Regions from separate parts of the Sus scrofa genome. Here regions 2, 3 and 4 are each linked to region 1. A link is a contact called in public Hi-C and HiChIP or PLAC-seq data. All regions are on one chromosome and are shown on one strand. Each heading gives the region's core, a stretch centred on a gene start, on an enhancer-like site or on the middle of the called end of the contact. The rest is flanking DNA. Distances are from core to core; before and after follow the strand shown.

Region 1 (3,517 bases), core at 13-2,512:
ACCATTCTACTCTCCTCAGATCCCCTCACTCTTGGCAGGTGATCTTGCTCCTCCTGGGCAGAGAAATAGAAACAGCTGAGACAGCAACTTCTGCCTCTTCCTCCCAGCACCAAGCAAAAGCCCGCCTTTTCCTCTCCTACCAAAAGCTAGGTGCTTCCTTTCCACATTGAATTGGCCAAGAGCCCTTCGGAGGAATATAAAACTGTCCATCATCCCTTCTCTCTGATGTTCTCAACCTCTGGCTTCTGCATCCTTCCTTTTGTTTCCATAACATACACAAGTCATATCCAACAAGAACAAAACCACACACACACACCCCTTGCCACATTATTTCTGCTCACTGTCTCAGTGGTGTCAAGCGCAATACACTGGGATGCCTGGAGCCCACCCACATAGAGTGACAGGAATTTGGGGACCTGGTTTGGCCCCTAGACTTGGGAATTACCCCCAAAGCATCTGCTCAGTCGGGTAAAATCCAAGTGCCTTGGTTTGGAGTAGGAAACTTAGCACAATATGATTCTACTCCTTTTTTCCAGTTTCTCTCCTGTCTTCCTCCCCCTGCCAATACATGTACCCCATAACAAATGTACCAACATAGCTGGCCTCACCATGACTACAGACCTCTACAGATGCTCTTCACATTCTAGAATGTTCTTCCTCCTTTCCCACCTGAGCAACTTATATTCATGCCTTAAGAATATAACTCAGAGTTCCCGTTGTGGCTCAGTGGTTAACAAATCCGACTAGGAACCACAAGGTGGCAGGTTTGATCCCTGGCCTCACTCAGTGGGTTAAGGATCCAGTGTTGCTGTGAGCTGTGGTGTAGGTCACAGACGCGCCTCAAATCTGGTGTTGCTACAGCTGTGGTGGCAGGCCAGCAGCTGTAGCTCTGATTAGACCCCTAGCTTGGGAACCACCATATGCTGCAGGTGTGGCCTTAAAAACCCCTCCAAAAAAAAGTAAAGTTAGATTGTATGAAAAACAGAGATGCTCTCTGACCAACTTATTGCTAGCTGGGCATGCCACTGCCAACAATAAGGACTACATTTCCCAGTCTTCCTTGCAGCTAGATATGGCCACATGATGGGGTCCCTATCCTGCAAAGTGTATAAAAAGGTAGGTATACCGTCAGTGTTTCCTGCTTAAAAGGAAATTGCCTGTCCTCCTTTTTCCTTCCCCTTTCCCAGGCTGAAGCTTGGATACGGTCATGACCCTGCCTTAACCATGCAACTAAGGACAACATCCTACGGATGATGACGCACAACAAGATGGGAAGAAGCCAGATCCCCACATGACCCTCTAGTCTGGACCACTCTGGTTTTGGTGTGAGAAATAAACTGAACCTTCTTTAAGCCTGTGTGTGTGTGTGTGTGTGTGGTGTGTGTGTGTGTGTGTGGTGTGTGTGTGTGTGTGTGTGTGTGTGTGTGTTTGCGCACATGGAGATCAACGTCTCTTTACCATAGCAGCTTAGCCCCAAACTGCTTTCCTAAGTAGGCAGTGAGCTTCTCCAGAGCAGAGATGAAATCTCTGTCATCTTTTTTTTATCTCCAGCCCCCCAGCAAAGCACCTGATAAAACAAATGTTCCATAAGTCTTTGCTGATTGATTGAATGGGCGCCTGAATTGTTAAGAACCTAAGAACCAAGGCTGTAAAAAATGATTGGATTAAATCCGACGGGTCTGGGACGTCCTGGCTAGGAATTTGGACTTTGCCCACATTAGGTTCTGTGGAAAGTTTTCAAGTGGAGAAAAAGAACTTTGCATTTTTCTGGCTTCTCTGAATCATGTTAGCTGTTGACACCTGCTGGCAATTTGGAACACTGCAGCCTGACTCAGGCTAACTCCAGGGAGGGGATGAGGCAGTTATTGAATACCAGTTACAAAAAGGAGGGCTGATGACCATTTAATAAATAACAACAAGCTGGAAGTACTCCAGGCCAGTCAGGGAGGTGGGGGCTGTAGGGAGGATGCAGCAAACTTTACACATAGTTCCTGATGTGGGAATTTTAGGTTTGGATTTTTTTTTACAGATACGTTTCTGTCCTTTGCTCCCAACAAGCTATAAAATGCCTCTTGCACCCTTTCCCTATTCCTGTGATTCTTTCTTGCACATTTGCATCAACATATGCTTTTCTCATTTCTACCAAAGGAGTAAGTTATTTGAGCCAACCTGTGATTCTGATTTGAAAGAAAGAAAGAAAGAAACCACAACCAAAACAAAACCCCACACTAGATATCATGAATCTTTTGTCATGAGAGATTGGTTGTTTTCTCAGATGAGACAATGCACCTGAGTTCTTTGGCTGGACCCACTGGGAAGATTTTTCTCAGTTCTCAGTTGTAAGAGACATGTCCTATTCCTACAAAGCAGCCCAAGTGCACCTACAGACGCTGTGCAGCTCCTGTAATGATCCTTTGCCCTCTGGCTTCCAGGAAGGAGACTTAGAGAAATTTTCTGGCTCTCTTTTAGCAATTATATATGCCTGTGCTTTTCTCTGTGCCAATAATATACCTGAGTTTTAAAAATCTTTGGTTTTTTTTCATTTTTATGTTTTTGTAAGCCACCATAGATGGCCTCAAAATTTGTCGGCTCCTGCAAATGACAAAAGAACTATCTTTTGAGATGATTTTAAAAAGACTTGATGAACTAGTAACCACCCCATCCCCACCCTGTCTAACTCTGCCCCAGAGGGCCTCTTCCACGCAACGCCATCAGGAAGCCCAGTTGTGTGAGTGTCTAAGATAAAAGCACTCAGCACTATGGGAAGCCAAAGGGTGGCCTTCCCTGCATGCACATGAAGAGGGGTTTTTTTTTTGGGGGGGGGATGGATCCTATAGTGAATTAAGTTACAAAGAGCAGGCAGTTTGCAGCAGGAAAAGGCCAGCATTTTCTGCCAATGTGTTGAAATTTATTTTGATGGCCACGCATCTCTGTGCACTGGAAAGGTGCTTTTCTGATTCCTTCCTTCCAGCTGTTAGAAAAGGGAGTGGGAGTCATCCCTGCATGAGGCCAGGGTTTCAGACTTGCACAGTAGGGCTAGAATGAAGTTTTCAAAGTCAATGTCTGGCTCCTTTTTGCATCAGCCCAAACCATTCCTGGGCAGGCAGGTGGGCCAGGTTTACTGGGATCTGATGCTCGTTCACAAGATTGGCCAGACCTTCAGCCCCCATGCCAAACCACGTTCCTCACCTCCCTCCCTGCTGCAGTGAGAGGCTTCTCATTGTGTTGGCGATGCCCTGATGCAGAAGATTGTGGCATAACTGAGGATAAATACTTAGATTTTCATCAGAAGGACTGATAGTGAGAATAGACCAATTACCATCTAGAGCAAAGTGCTTATTTTTTGTCTTGAGGCCAAGTGAGCAGTGGAGTAGGAGGGACAGCTGGGAGTTTGGATTTGGGTAGGAGGCCCCTTTAGCTTTCCAAGGGCTGAGAGCAATGAGGCTACAGAGCTGAGAGGGCTATGGATCTGCCTCTGGACATAGCATTGCCCTGGGTGGGATCCATGGCTCCCACG
Region 2 (3,706 bases), core at 130-2,629, 290 kb before region 1:
CTCCACACCCTGGGCTTGTCAGGCCTAGAGTGACAAGTTCTCTGTCATCTCAAATTTGGCCACGTACCAGCAACCCAAACTGTACGTTGATTCCGGGAAATAGTTTCTGAGGAACAGCAGTTCCCACTTTGGGACAGTTCAACAGGGACAGCACCGGGCAGCTCCTGGGCTCTGGGAACCTAAGAGACCTGGCAGCCACCAGCAGCCTCTTACAGAGCAGGGCCTGGGAGGGTCATCCTGGAAAGTGGCTGAGACTGGGTGTGGTGACTCCACACTGTGACCAAAGGCCTGAAACCAAAGCTGCCCCACCTTCAAGGACTGCATGAGCAGGCGAGGAACACTCCACCTTCCACAGCTGGACCATCTGGGTAAGGACGGACACGGCTGTACAGTCCCCCCTGGCCCTGGCTGGGTAAGGAAGGGCCAGGCCGGCTGGGCCTGCTTGCTCTGAGCAGGGATCAAAGGCTATCTCTGAGCAAGCGCAGGTTACCAGCTCTGGCTGCTTTGTGGTTCCACAGATCCCAGGCTGTTCTCCCCATTCTGATCAGCTTTGCCCTGGATGTTTCTGCCACCACCTCAAAGGCAACACCTCTGTACCCAGACTCTCCAGCTTCCCTTCCCACGGCTCTGTCCCTGACACGAATCTGCACCCTCTGGTCACTCTACCTTCCTGACACTGGTGTCACGACCTTGGTTTGCTTCTCCTGTTTTGTGCTTCCTCTTGACTCTCCCTGCATTACGCTTTGGGCAGCAAGATGAGACTCCTAAAGCATCTCCCTTGACCTTGCTCACATCTCCAGTGCCTCCCCAAGACCCTCAGCTTCGTCATGATCCATAGGAACATGCTGGCCCTATTCCTGCCTCCTCCCTTGTGTGAGGAGATACTCAGAACATGCAAACCCTACTATTCCTCACAACCCAGTTGAAAACCCCACTTCCTCAGACCTTTCTCGACCCTTCAGCCTATGGGCTTTCTCCTCTCAGCTCTTACAAGGAGCTCTCACTGTCCAGGCCACACCTGGGCTTTCTCAAGGATTACCTTGATTATTTTTCCCTCAAGGCTATCTCTGCCTCCCTCTACTCCAACTTACTCACTTGCATGTAGCAAAAATGCAGGCACTTTGACAAATGAAACAAGAGCGATGTGGATTGCCTGCCTGGATAAAACCTGGGCTGGGCTGAGAGCTTGGGGGGCTGTGCCCAGGGGCCATGTGGGCCCTGCTCACCGGCCTGAGGGCGGCCTCTCCAGAGAGCTGATCCCGGGCATGGGATGGTGCCTCCAGCTCTCCCATAAGCCACCCACCTGACTTCATGGTACTCTGGGCCTCCAAGCAGAGAAAGGTGGACAGGGCCGGTCAGTCTTGGCTGAGTGCAAAGACTGATCTTTGGGACTGAAAAAGATCAGGGAAGGGGGTGTGAGTCGATGGCTTCCTGAGCTTTTCCATAACTGTGCTGGGTGAGTGCAGTTCTCACATGGGAAAAGAATGCGTGTGCACTGCCACAGATGTTCCAGACCGAACAGAAGGTCAAAATGTGGCTATTTCAGTCCCTGTAAACAAGGAAAGGGGTTTAGCTAGGAACGGAGTTCAAACCCTGGAATGTATTAACAAGGACATTTTAAACAGAATGCGAAGACATCCGGGAAGAGAGCACTGTGGGGGGTGGGGGAGGGCTAGGCTCTGTTGAGAGAGGCAGACTCTCCTCACAACCTTTCCCAAAAGGGGGTCAACTAGGGCATGCATGTGACGTGATAAACAAGGGAACAAAATGTGTATAAAGTCTGGTCTGAAACAGGTCACAACTGTCCCCATTTGAAGACAGAATGTGGCCCCTTGGTACTTGGGGACAGCAGCTACTGGGCAGGGGTCGAGGTGCTGGCTGCCTGCAGTGGGGGTGGGGGAGCAATGTGGAGACAGGACAGGCTGCTCTTGCCTGACACAAGGCCGTAAGTTGGTGCATTAGAGTCTGTTTATGCCAGCAATAAAAAAAATCCTGTTTCCCCCCATTCCATTGACACATACTTGACCTATTTACTAATAATTTCTTCCCCAAGAGCTTCTCTTAACATTTATTCATTTTTACCAAAAGTCAGGTAAGGAATATTTCTTTCCACCCAAATCCCAATAAACGTGGGGCATCCTATGACTAAGGTTTTTAGTAAGAGTGGTTTGGTTTTCATTTTATACCTGTCAGCTTGATTTTTAAGAAAACAAATGCTAGTATTCATTTGTAATAAAAAAGCTTATTAGTAAAAAGGTTCAGTCTATGAAGCCTCCAGGGAACAGCCTTCAGTAGGTAGGCAGAAAATCCTCCCTATTCTAACGCTGCCGCCCCACCCCCACCTCCACCCCACCCCCAGAGTTTCTTGTGTGGATCCCAGCCCCCACCCTCAGAAGGCCCCACCTTGGGGCCAGACATCCTCATCACTGCCCAGGCCTGTCTCCAGAAGCAGTGTCCTCTGACTTGGGATCTGGGGAGAGAAAAGCCTCCTTCACTCTTAGGACCAGTGAGTGGCCCTGGAATTGGCGAGCCCCACTGTGAATAAGGCTGGGACTGAAGACACTCTCCCCACTACTGGTTCCCCACGCCCCAGGACCTTGCGCCCTAGGGCCACGCTGCTGTTATCCTTCCCTGGGTCAACAGGCCCTTACACTGACTTTTGTTGCTTCCTAGCGGGGTTAAGGCCTGGGTTGATTTACTGGATTCTAAAAAAAAAATATATATATATATATATATATCACTAACCTGCTTCCAAAATACTGTATAGGTAGCTTTTAATTGGTCCTTCAATTCCACAGAGGAGAGCGGAAGGCAAAAACAATTTTAAACAGTGCTGCTGAGTGGTGCCATGAATTAGAATATTGTGAGCATCGTTATTCAGCACCATGACTGAAGGAAAACCTGACTAATTAGAAAGCAGGCTGCAGGACTAGCAGGATAGCTGCTGGCTGCCCTGTGTGATGTGGAAGAACATGTGCTTGTTGGTAAGTCTGCCTGTCCAGGCAGAGAAGCCCGGATGAGGCCCACGCCTGCACCTCTGGAGGGCACTGAGAAGTGTGTTCCGAGCACCAGATTATTTACCCAAATGTGGTAATAACCTCCTAGGCCCAACTGCCTGGTTCTCTGTCCTTAGCAGGAATCTTGTTCTTGTTCTGACTCATCTTTCTTTATAGGCCCTTCAGAGGGATGAAATCTGCCACCTTATTTGGGCTGAGACCTAACTGCTGTTGGCCTGCGCCTGGCATTCCTGCTGTTCTAGGTCAAGCTTTCCAGAGACTGGAAGCCCCACATGGTGCCCAGCAGGCGGGTCACCTCTGGGGACGCTGCCTCAGTGTTCTGAGACCACGCTTCCTGCTAGAAGTGGACAAACTGAGAAGTGACAGCTGGTTATCAATGGAAAAGACAAGTCACCAAAATCTTCCACCACTAGAAAAGCCCTGCAGTTTAGAGGAATCCAGTGAGACTCCATTACAACTCAGTCATGCCCCAGGGCAGTCCCCCTATTTCTGAAGAGAAAAATGCCTCCAAATCATCAAGTAAGGGCACTCTACCCAGTATAATTGGATTAATACATCAAAAAGACAAGACATACTATGCAGATTTCCACCAAAATGGTTTTAAAAAAAGGGGGTGGGGGAGATCCTATTGTGGTGCAGCAGAAACAAATCTGACTAGTATCCATGAAGATACGGGTTCAAGCTTTGGC
Region 3 (3,624 bases), core at 326-2,825, 270 kb before region 1:
TGCATCCTTCTCCCACATCACGGAGGCTTAGTGTCCCGCGCCCAGCTCGCCCAGAATCTCAGTCAGAGATAACACCTTAGCTCCAGCATCGCATCACCGTGAAAACAAAACGCTGCAGTCTGCTTGAGATCAGTTTTGCTCTAATTAAAACTTTTATTGAAATCTCTCAAATGTTAACCAAGAAGTAGTTTTTGCCAAAGGTTGGAGGGGGTGGAGGTGGGGAATAGCTAATGAGCAAATTCAACATGGGAGCTCCCTCTGCTGGTCTGCAGTAGGTTGATATGTTACAAACACATTCCCAGAGACAAATCTAATTTGCTGGAGAAGTGGACAAAAGACAGGTGTGTTGGGCTTTGCCTCAGGAGAGAAACACTAGAAGAAAAAAAAAATCCATGTCTCAAAACAGAGCACAACATTGCTAAGAAAAAGCAAAATTATTTAAGAGCTGATCTTCAAAGACATAATCATAATGATTTCCAAAACAAAAACGGAATTATCCACTCTGGCCTTCCCTCTACTCTACCTCCAGATAATAAAAAGTCTCTTAGGCCCTTTGGGTGCAGGGGAAGTTCTGATTCCCTTGTTTCTGCCTTCAAGTCTCTTCTTACAGGCTTGCCATCTACTTAGAGAGGAAAGATCCAAGGAGCACTGGAGCAAGGCCTTTCCAAAATTCCGTCAAAGAATTAGTCTCTGGTGAGCCAGCACTGAGCTGTGGAAAGAGGCGGGAGGCAGGTGACCTGGCTCCGGTCATGGCAGAGCCACTTGTGCCTTTGGACAATTCTTTCCATCTTCTCCGGCCTGTTTCCTCATCTGTCAAATGGGTCAAACCAGCTGATTTGTAAAGTTTCTCCCAGTTCATTTTTCTGATTCTCATACTGGACAAAGACATTTAAAGAACCATATGTGTTCACCAGTCTCTAGGATGTGGAACCCAAGCCTGCACTGGGAGTGACTCCAAACAGGAAGGGGAGGTTGAGCAGAAGGATCCCACCGGTGCCAGATGAGAGTCCCACCAACTCTAGGACTGACGTGGCCATGCCAAGCGGATTCCAAGTTGGGCAAGTCTCAAGATCAAGGAAGAGCTCACGGGGAAGGTGACACCAGGGGCAAGACATCCCATTAAGTCATAGTGGTCGAGTCAGTCCATCTAATCTCAGCACTATCTCTCCCCATCCTTTCTTACAACACAACGGGATTTCTGTATTTTAATTTATTTATTTTTTAAGGGCCACACTCACAGCATATGGAAGTCCCTGGGGCTAGGAACTAAATTGGAGCTGCAGCTGCTGGCCTACACTATAGCCACAGCAACGTCAGATCCTTACCCCACTGAGCAGGGCCGTGGATGGAACCCACATCCTCATGGATACTAATCAGGTTTGTTCCTGCTGAGCCACAATGGAAACTCCTGCCCTGGGCTTTCTAATCTCTTAAGGCCTTTTATTTTTAGTTCTTTCTCCCACCATAGCACCAGAATGCCTTGTGATTGCATCTGTGGTATAAATGAAGCAAGGGCAAATGACCCAGATGTCATGGCCAAAAGCCACCAATCCCAGTCCCCTTTGCCCGTCTTCAAATCTTGCTTTTCCAGGGCAAAGGTGAAAGCCTTTGCTGCCAATTAACCAAAGTCATGGAGGGCTGGAAGACCGTGCAAACTCGGCACCATTTCATGGTATCATCAATATTTGCCTCAATGGCCAATTGATCTGTATTTAGGCAGTCCAGAGAAAGGAAGGGGTGGGACCATGTATCCATGGATGGTGGGGTGGATGACAAGCAGGGAACACTTTTTGAGTTGCTTCAAAGCATGTACACAATTATCCCTGAGGCCACGACCGGCATCCTGAGAAGTCAGCAGGAGGTATGTGCGGGTTTACTTTCCTCCCTTACTCCCCGGCCACCTACTGTGGCAGGGGTGACCAAGTGCTGACACGGACAAAGGAGGAAATAAAGCAGCAGGGGAAGGAAAGGCCAAAAGCGCTGAGAATCCAGAAATGAGGTAGAGAGTCTCAGAAGAACCTTGGTACTTCTGTTTTCTGGGCCAAGAACTCTCACCACCACCACCTTTTTTCTTCACTACTTTACTACTTCCTATGCCCTCCCCCAACACAGAGGGCAGTCACTCACGAGGCCCAGCCACCCGGGCTGTCCACGCGTGCCCGGAACACTGACAACTGAGCCGAAAGAGAACGGAAGGACGGCCATCTAGTAATGCCCCTGACCCCTGGCCGCCTGCAAGAAGCCTCTCTGGGGCCGCCAGTGTCCTATACAACATGAAAGAGTTTTAAGTCAGAAGGGTCTTCTGGGAAGCTGTTCCTATCATCCAGCCTTGTAAGTAAACACGAAACAAAACAGACAAAACCCCCACATCTCCAGGCTGATGGGTTTTTAAAAGCAGGCTTTCCGGCTTGTGGGAGTTACACATGCAATAAGACAAATGAAAGCTACAGTCTTTCTATCGTATTTGCTATTGATCATCAGCCTGACTCTTAATATTGAAGACTACTACTTGCACTAAAACCAAAGCTCAGAGAAGCATTTTTTTTCTAAGGGAAGAGCAATCTTTGATATGTAGACAGCAATCTTTGTGAAGAAACAAAGGAGTCTATTTATAAAAGTCAGGCTACTCTTTTTTTTTTTTGGCCATACCCGTGGCATATGGAAGTTCCCGGGCTAGGGATCAAACCCTTGTCTCAGAAGTGACCTGAGCCACCATAGAGACAATGCCAGGTCCTCAACCCACTGCACCACAGTGGAAACTCCAAATGCAGGCTATTCTTTTTTTTTTTTTTTTTTTTTTTTTTGGTCTTTTTCTCTTTTTAGGACCAAATCCGAGGCATACGGAGGTTCTCAGGCCAGGAGTCCAATCAGAGCTATAGCCGCCGGCCTACGTCACAGCCACAGCAATGCAGGATCTGAGCCACATTTACAACGTACACCACAGCTCATGGCAACGCCAGATCCTTGACCCACTGCATGAGGCCAGGGATCGAACCCATGCCCTCTTGGACGCTAGTCAAGTTCGCTAACCGCTGAGCCATGACAGAAACTCCCAAACAAAGGCTATTCTTAAGAAAGAAAGCTGGTCAGAAGAGACACCTCCACCTTAACCTACAATTACACTACATCGTACCTCCTTTTCTACAAGGTCTCTTAAAAATAGAAAAAAGAAACCCTTCATCTTTCCTTTGACGTATGCATGATAGCATATAATCTTCCTCCCAGAAACTTCCAACTTTCTCCTTCGTCACTAGATCACACAGAACACGAGAGCAGAATCTCAACACACAGAAAACACACGCAGACACAAAACTCCTATGGCCAGTGCATGCCTCCCTCTGCAGCCCGTCCAGAGCCGGCATACACGGCTAGGCTCTGGTGACGCCCTCTGGCTGGCTGGGAGCTGGGGAGGTACCCGGGGCCCAGTCTCTCATGTGCAATATGAGGGTGAGATCATTAAGGAGAAGAGAGGTGTTGTTGGGGGCAAACATCAGGCAGTGGGTGATGTCATTGCTGTCAGATGGTCCTCTGATCCTGGAGCAGTGTCAACTGGACTGGGAGGGGACCGTTCATCTCTGGAGGGTGGCTCTGTTAGCTGGAGAGGTGTTAGTTGTACGGTGTGCT
Region 4 (3,399 bases), core at 789-3,288, 320 kb before region 1:
TAATAGTTTCATGGTAGAGAAATCTGACAGACCATAACCAGTTATCTGGCTACCATTCCCAGTAATAAGGGACCGTTGTTACATCATGGACCCATGATTTAGGCCCCAAGAAGGGTACAATGTCGTTTCTCTGATGTTCTTGCCCAAAATGTACTGCCTCAGTTTAATCATAAGGCAATATCAGAAAGCCCCACATTGAGGGCCATTGTATAAAATAACTCTTGAGCAGTGTCATGGTCCCGAGGGTCAAGGAGACCAGGCACACTTAGATCCTGGACCAAGGAGACACAGCAGCTAAACACGGTGGGATCCTGGTGGGGCCCTGGACCAGGGCAAAGATGCTGGTACTAAAACTGGTGACATTTGAATAAGGTCTGTAGATTAGTTAATAGGCTTGTATTAGTTTCACTTATTTTACTAAGATAATATGCAGTGTTCACATTAGAAGTTGGGCCAAGAGTGTACAGGAATTCTTTATACTAAATTTGCAACTTTTAATGTAAAATTATTTCAGAATAAAAGCTTAAAACACGTAAAAAGAAAATATACTCTGTGTTGCCCAGACAGTGGCATTTCATAGTTGAGTGGTCAAATTGCTGAGAGTGTACTAGGTTCAGTGCCAACTCTAGTGGTAAACTTTTATGAAACAGAATTTCCACTCTTGAGGTACTTATAGCTGTTCAAGAGGTTGAGAAAGATGTGCAGGCCAATAAATGTCATCAGTTAACTTAATGCAGATGAAAGAAAGAGCTCCTAATGTATTTATAGAAATTAAAAAATTTTTCTTTTATTTAGAGGTTTGTTGTTGTTGTTTGCTGTATATGGCCACTCCCACGGCATATGGAGGTTCCCAGGCTAGGGGTCGAATCAGAGCTGTAGCCATCGGCCTTCGCCAGAGCCACAGCAATGTGGGATCCAAGCCACGTCTGCAACCTACACCACAGCTCACGGCAACGCCGGATGCCTAACCCACTGAGCAAGGCCAGGGATCGAACCCGAAACTTCATGGTTCCTAGTCGAATTCATTAACTACCGAGCCACGATGGGAACTCTGTCCTAAAGATGTTTTGGATTGAAATGACTTCGTGCCCAGGTTGAATTCTTTGTAGTAGATTGTTGTTTCTGCATTGGTCATTATCAGCAGAAGGCTTTTCAGTGTATGATAGAGAACGGATTTCCTGAGTATCATCAGAGTCCCAGCTGTTAGGGCATTATTTACTTCCTGTGTTATGTTTTGAAATAGGAAAGGAGAGAGTCTGGTCCAGCACAGTATTGTGTTGCCAACTTTATTTACAGCTTGTGAATGGACTGTGGGTTGCGTATGTGAAAGTTAATGGCCTTGGAATGAAAGGAGGGGGCAGTACCTTGATTAGGTCTGTGTCAGAGGGGTAGGGGTGTTCTTGGCCTTCGTGTGACCCCAGGGCACTCAGGGAGCTTTTCTTTTTTGCCATCCAGAGTATGACAAGACAGTTTTTTGTGTGTCAGAAAGTAGATGCTAAGAAGTAAAACCTGGTTCTTCTTTGAGGCTGTTTTAAGGACAGAATTTAAGATGCAAATGAGTTGATTCTGAGCATTGTGATCTCTTTTGGTTGCAAAAACCGTGATGTGCCAGAGGGGGTAGGAGTCACTGAGAACAAGATTCAGGCTGGACAGAAGGCCTTTCTCCTTTGTTTTCCAGGGGTGGTGAGACAGTGTTACTGTCTAAGTATCCCCCCAGCCCCCACTTTTACGACCTCTTAGTCACCCATTCCCAGTTTGATTTCAGAAAGTTCTTTTGCAAATAAACTGGTATAATTCCTCACTCTCGTTAAAAACTTTGGTTCCTCATCTCCCTGTGTGTTTCTTTTCACCCATGGGAGAGGACGGGGGCAGGTATACTGAGCTTACAGGAGATGAGCAGGAATTTGAACTGTTTAAATGGAGAAAACTGATTTCTAGAATAAAAGGACAATTGTCAACTGCCTTTCTTCCCAGGAAAGCTGGGAGGCCTCAATCACATGGCCCATCGTTTATAGACTCTAAAAATAGAACAGTGCTGGTCTCATCTGTAAGGATACAGTTCCAGTTCCCAGGCCCTTCTGCTACTCAGCGTCCAGCATTTGACTGTTCTTGTCTTACTTCCTTTGTTTTTATAATGAAATCTCAGATGGGCTGATTTAGACCAGAGGAGATAATACTGAAGCTTGACTTCAGTCACTGAGATGCTGAGCTTGTAAACATCTCTTGTAAAATAATGACTACCTTGTTGGCACAGAGTTTCAGAAACTGTGGAGGAGTGTCACCGTGGATTCAATGGATGAGGAGAAAATTGAAGAGTATCTGAAGCGACAGGGTATTTCTTCCATGCAGGAATCCGGACCAAAGAAAGTGGTATGTACTCTCTAGCAGAAAATGGCCTCCTCTTTGAACTGTTAGCTTGCTTCCTGTGCGGCTATCTGAAGAGCAGGTAGGTAGGTCTCCCTTCCAGAGTTTTCTGTGTCCTTAATGCCATGACCTTGCTCAGAAGCATTCAGATCATGTCTGGTGTATGGGTGGATGGCCCTCAGGTGCTGTTCCCCAGGTGTGTGAGAGCCCCGCCCTAAGCCCGTCCTGGCAGGGATTGCTCTCAAGCTCCAGCCAATGGACTTCCAGTGCCGGCATGCTGTCTTCCCAGTTTCTAGCAGGGGCCTGCTCATCACCCTCTTCTTTATGACCTTCATCCTGCCCCCTCCCACTTGCTCCCGGAGCCCCATGGACTGGTGCCTGGCTTTGCCTTAGCCCTGATCACACTGAATTGTCTTTGTTGACTCGCAGGTCCCTTAGGAACCAGATACTATTGTCTTTATAGCTCCAAATCCTGCTCACTGGAGAGATTTGTAATCAAATGTACCAGCTAACTGACTTCTCCAGCCCAGGTGGAGGTGTATTTCACCACCACCCTGGACACTGGCAGCTCTGCAACTCTCCCTTGTTCCCTTGCCCACTGTCGTGCCTTGTAGCTTGCCTTCTTTGTGACTCTGTGTGTGTTTCATTCAGTGAATTTTTAGACTCCTTAAAAGGGAAATTTATTGCTCGTGATCTCAGTGAATCAGTGCGATGCAGCACTTCATGGTTTTCTTTCATTGCTTAGTTTGTTGATTTTTTTATTGTGTGATATTAATATTTCAAGTATACAGTAAAGAGAATTAAAAGAGAATAATACTTAACAAATCTTCCTGTGTCCATCCACTTTCCACTTCCCAGTGTTGTCCTATCTCTATATTTTACTGTATTTGTTTCAGATCTTCTTCTTTTCTTATTGGTAATGGTGGATAGATTTTTAAACCTGCTAATAGAAATGAAAAACAAAGAGCTTTACTGCTTCTTTTCTTATGTTCTTAGTGTCTAGAATAGTTCTGCTCACTTTCATCCCAGTCCAAT

Evidence for each region. A called contact is a pair of places that touch in the nucleus more often than the background predicts. HiChIP or PLAC-seq counts read pairs in DNA pulled down with a chosen protein or histone mark.
Region 2: a contact with region 1 is called in an H3K27ac HiChIP or PLAC-seq map of skeletal muscle. The contact joins two enhancer-like sites. A contact is called at or near these places in 2 of 47 Hi-C or Micro-C datasets (embryonic fibroblasts and heart right ventricle) and 1 of 2 datasets of contacts at active chromatin or transcription factors (skeletal muscle).
Region 3: a Hi-C map of liver shows a contact between it and region 1, with 2.6 times the contacts expected there. The contact joins two enhancer-like sites. A contact is called at or near these places in 6 of 47 Hi-C or Micro-C datasets (embryonic fibroblasts, heart right ventricle and liver) and 1 of 2 datasets of contacts at active chromatin or transcription factors (skeletal muscle).
Region 4: a contact with region 1 is called in an H3K27ac HiChIP or PLAC-seq map of skeletal muscle, with 7 times the contacts expected there. The contact joins two enhancer-like sites. A contact is called at or near these places in 3 of 47 Hi-C or Micro-C datasets (fetal liver and skeletal muscle) and 1 of 2 datasets of contacts at active chromatin or transcription factors (skeletal muscle).

The regions. Positions count from the first base shown.
Region 1 is chr15:54,837,474-54,840,990 of Sscrofa11.1, forward strand. No RefSeq gene overlaps it. Among named protein-coding and RNA genes, the nearest start is that of DCTN6, 57 kb to the right of the region's middle. Within about 2 kb of position 1,263, at least 30 of the 83 cell types and tissues checked have an H3K27ac peak or open chromatin away from gene starts, as enhancers often do. A contact at or near this core is called in liver and skeletal muscle, where this site is marked.
Region 2 is chr15:54,542,467-54,546,172 of Sscrofa11.1, forward strand. The region is part of intron 8 of RBPMS (RNA-binding protein with multiple splicing); the gene reads right to left. Among named protein-coding and RNA genes, the nearest start is that of SMIM18, 79 kb to the left of the region's middle. Within about 2 kb of position 1,380, at least 28 of the 83 cell types and tissues checked have an H3K27ac peak or open chromatin away from gene starts, as enhancers often do. A contact at or near this core is called in skeletal muscle, where this site is marked.
Region 3 is chr15:54,564,271-54,567,894 of Sscrofa11.1, forward strand. The region is part of intron 6 of RBPMS (RNA-binding protein with multiple splicing); the gene reads right to left. Among named protein-coding and RNA genes, the nearest start is that of SMIM18, 100 kb to the left of the region's middle. Within about 2 kb of position 1,576, at least 5 of the 83 cell types and tissues checked have an H3K27ac peak or open chromatin away from gene starts, as enhancers often do. A contact at or near this core is called in liver, where this site is marked.
Region 4 is chr15:54,521,448-54,524,846 of Sscrofa11.1, forward strand. GTF2E2 (general transcription factor IIE subunit 2) reads left to right here. Exons shown (of 9, transcript NM_001244861.1): 8 at 2,255-2,370. Among named protein-coding and RNA genes, the nearest start is that of SMIM18, 58 kb to the left of the region's middle. Within about 2 kb of position 2,039, at least 26 of the 83 cell types and tissues checked have an H3K27ac peak or open chromatin away from gene starts, as enhancers often do. A contact at or near this core is called in skeletal muscle, where this site is marked.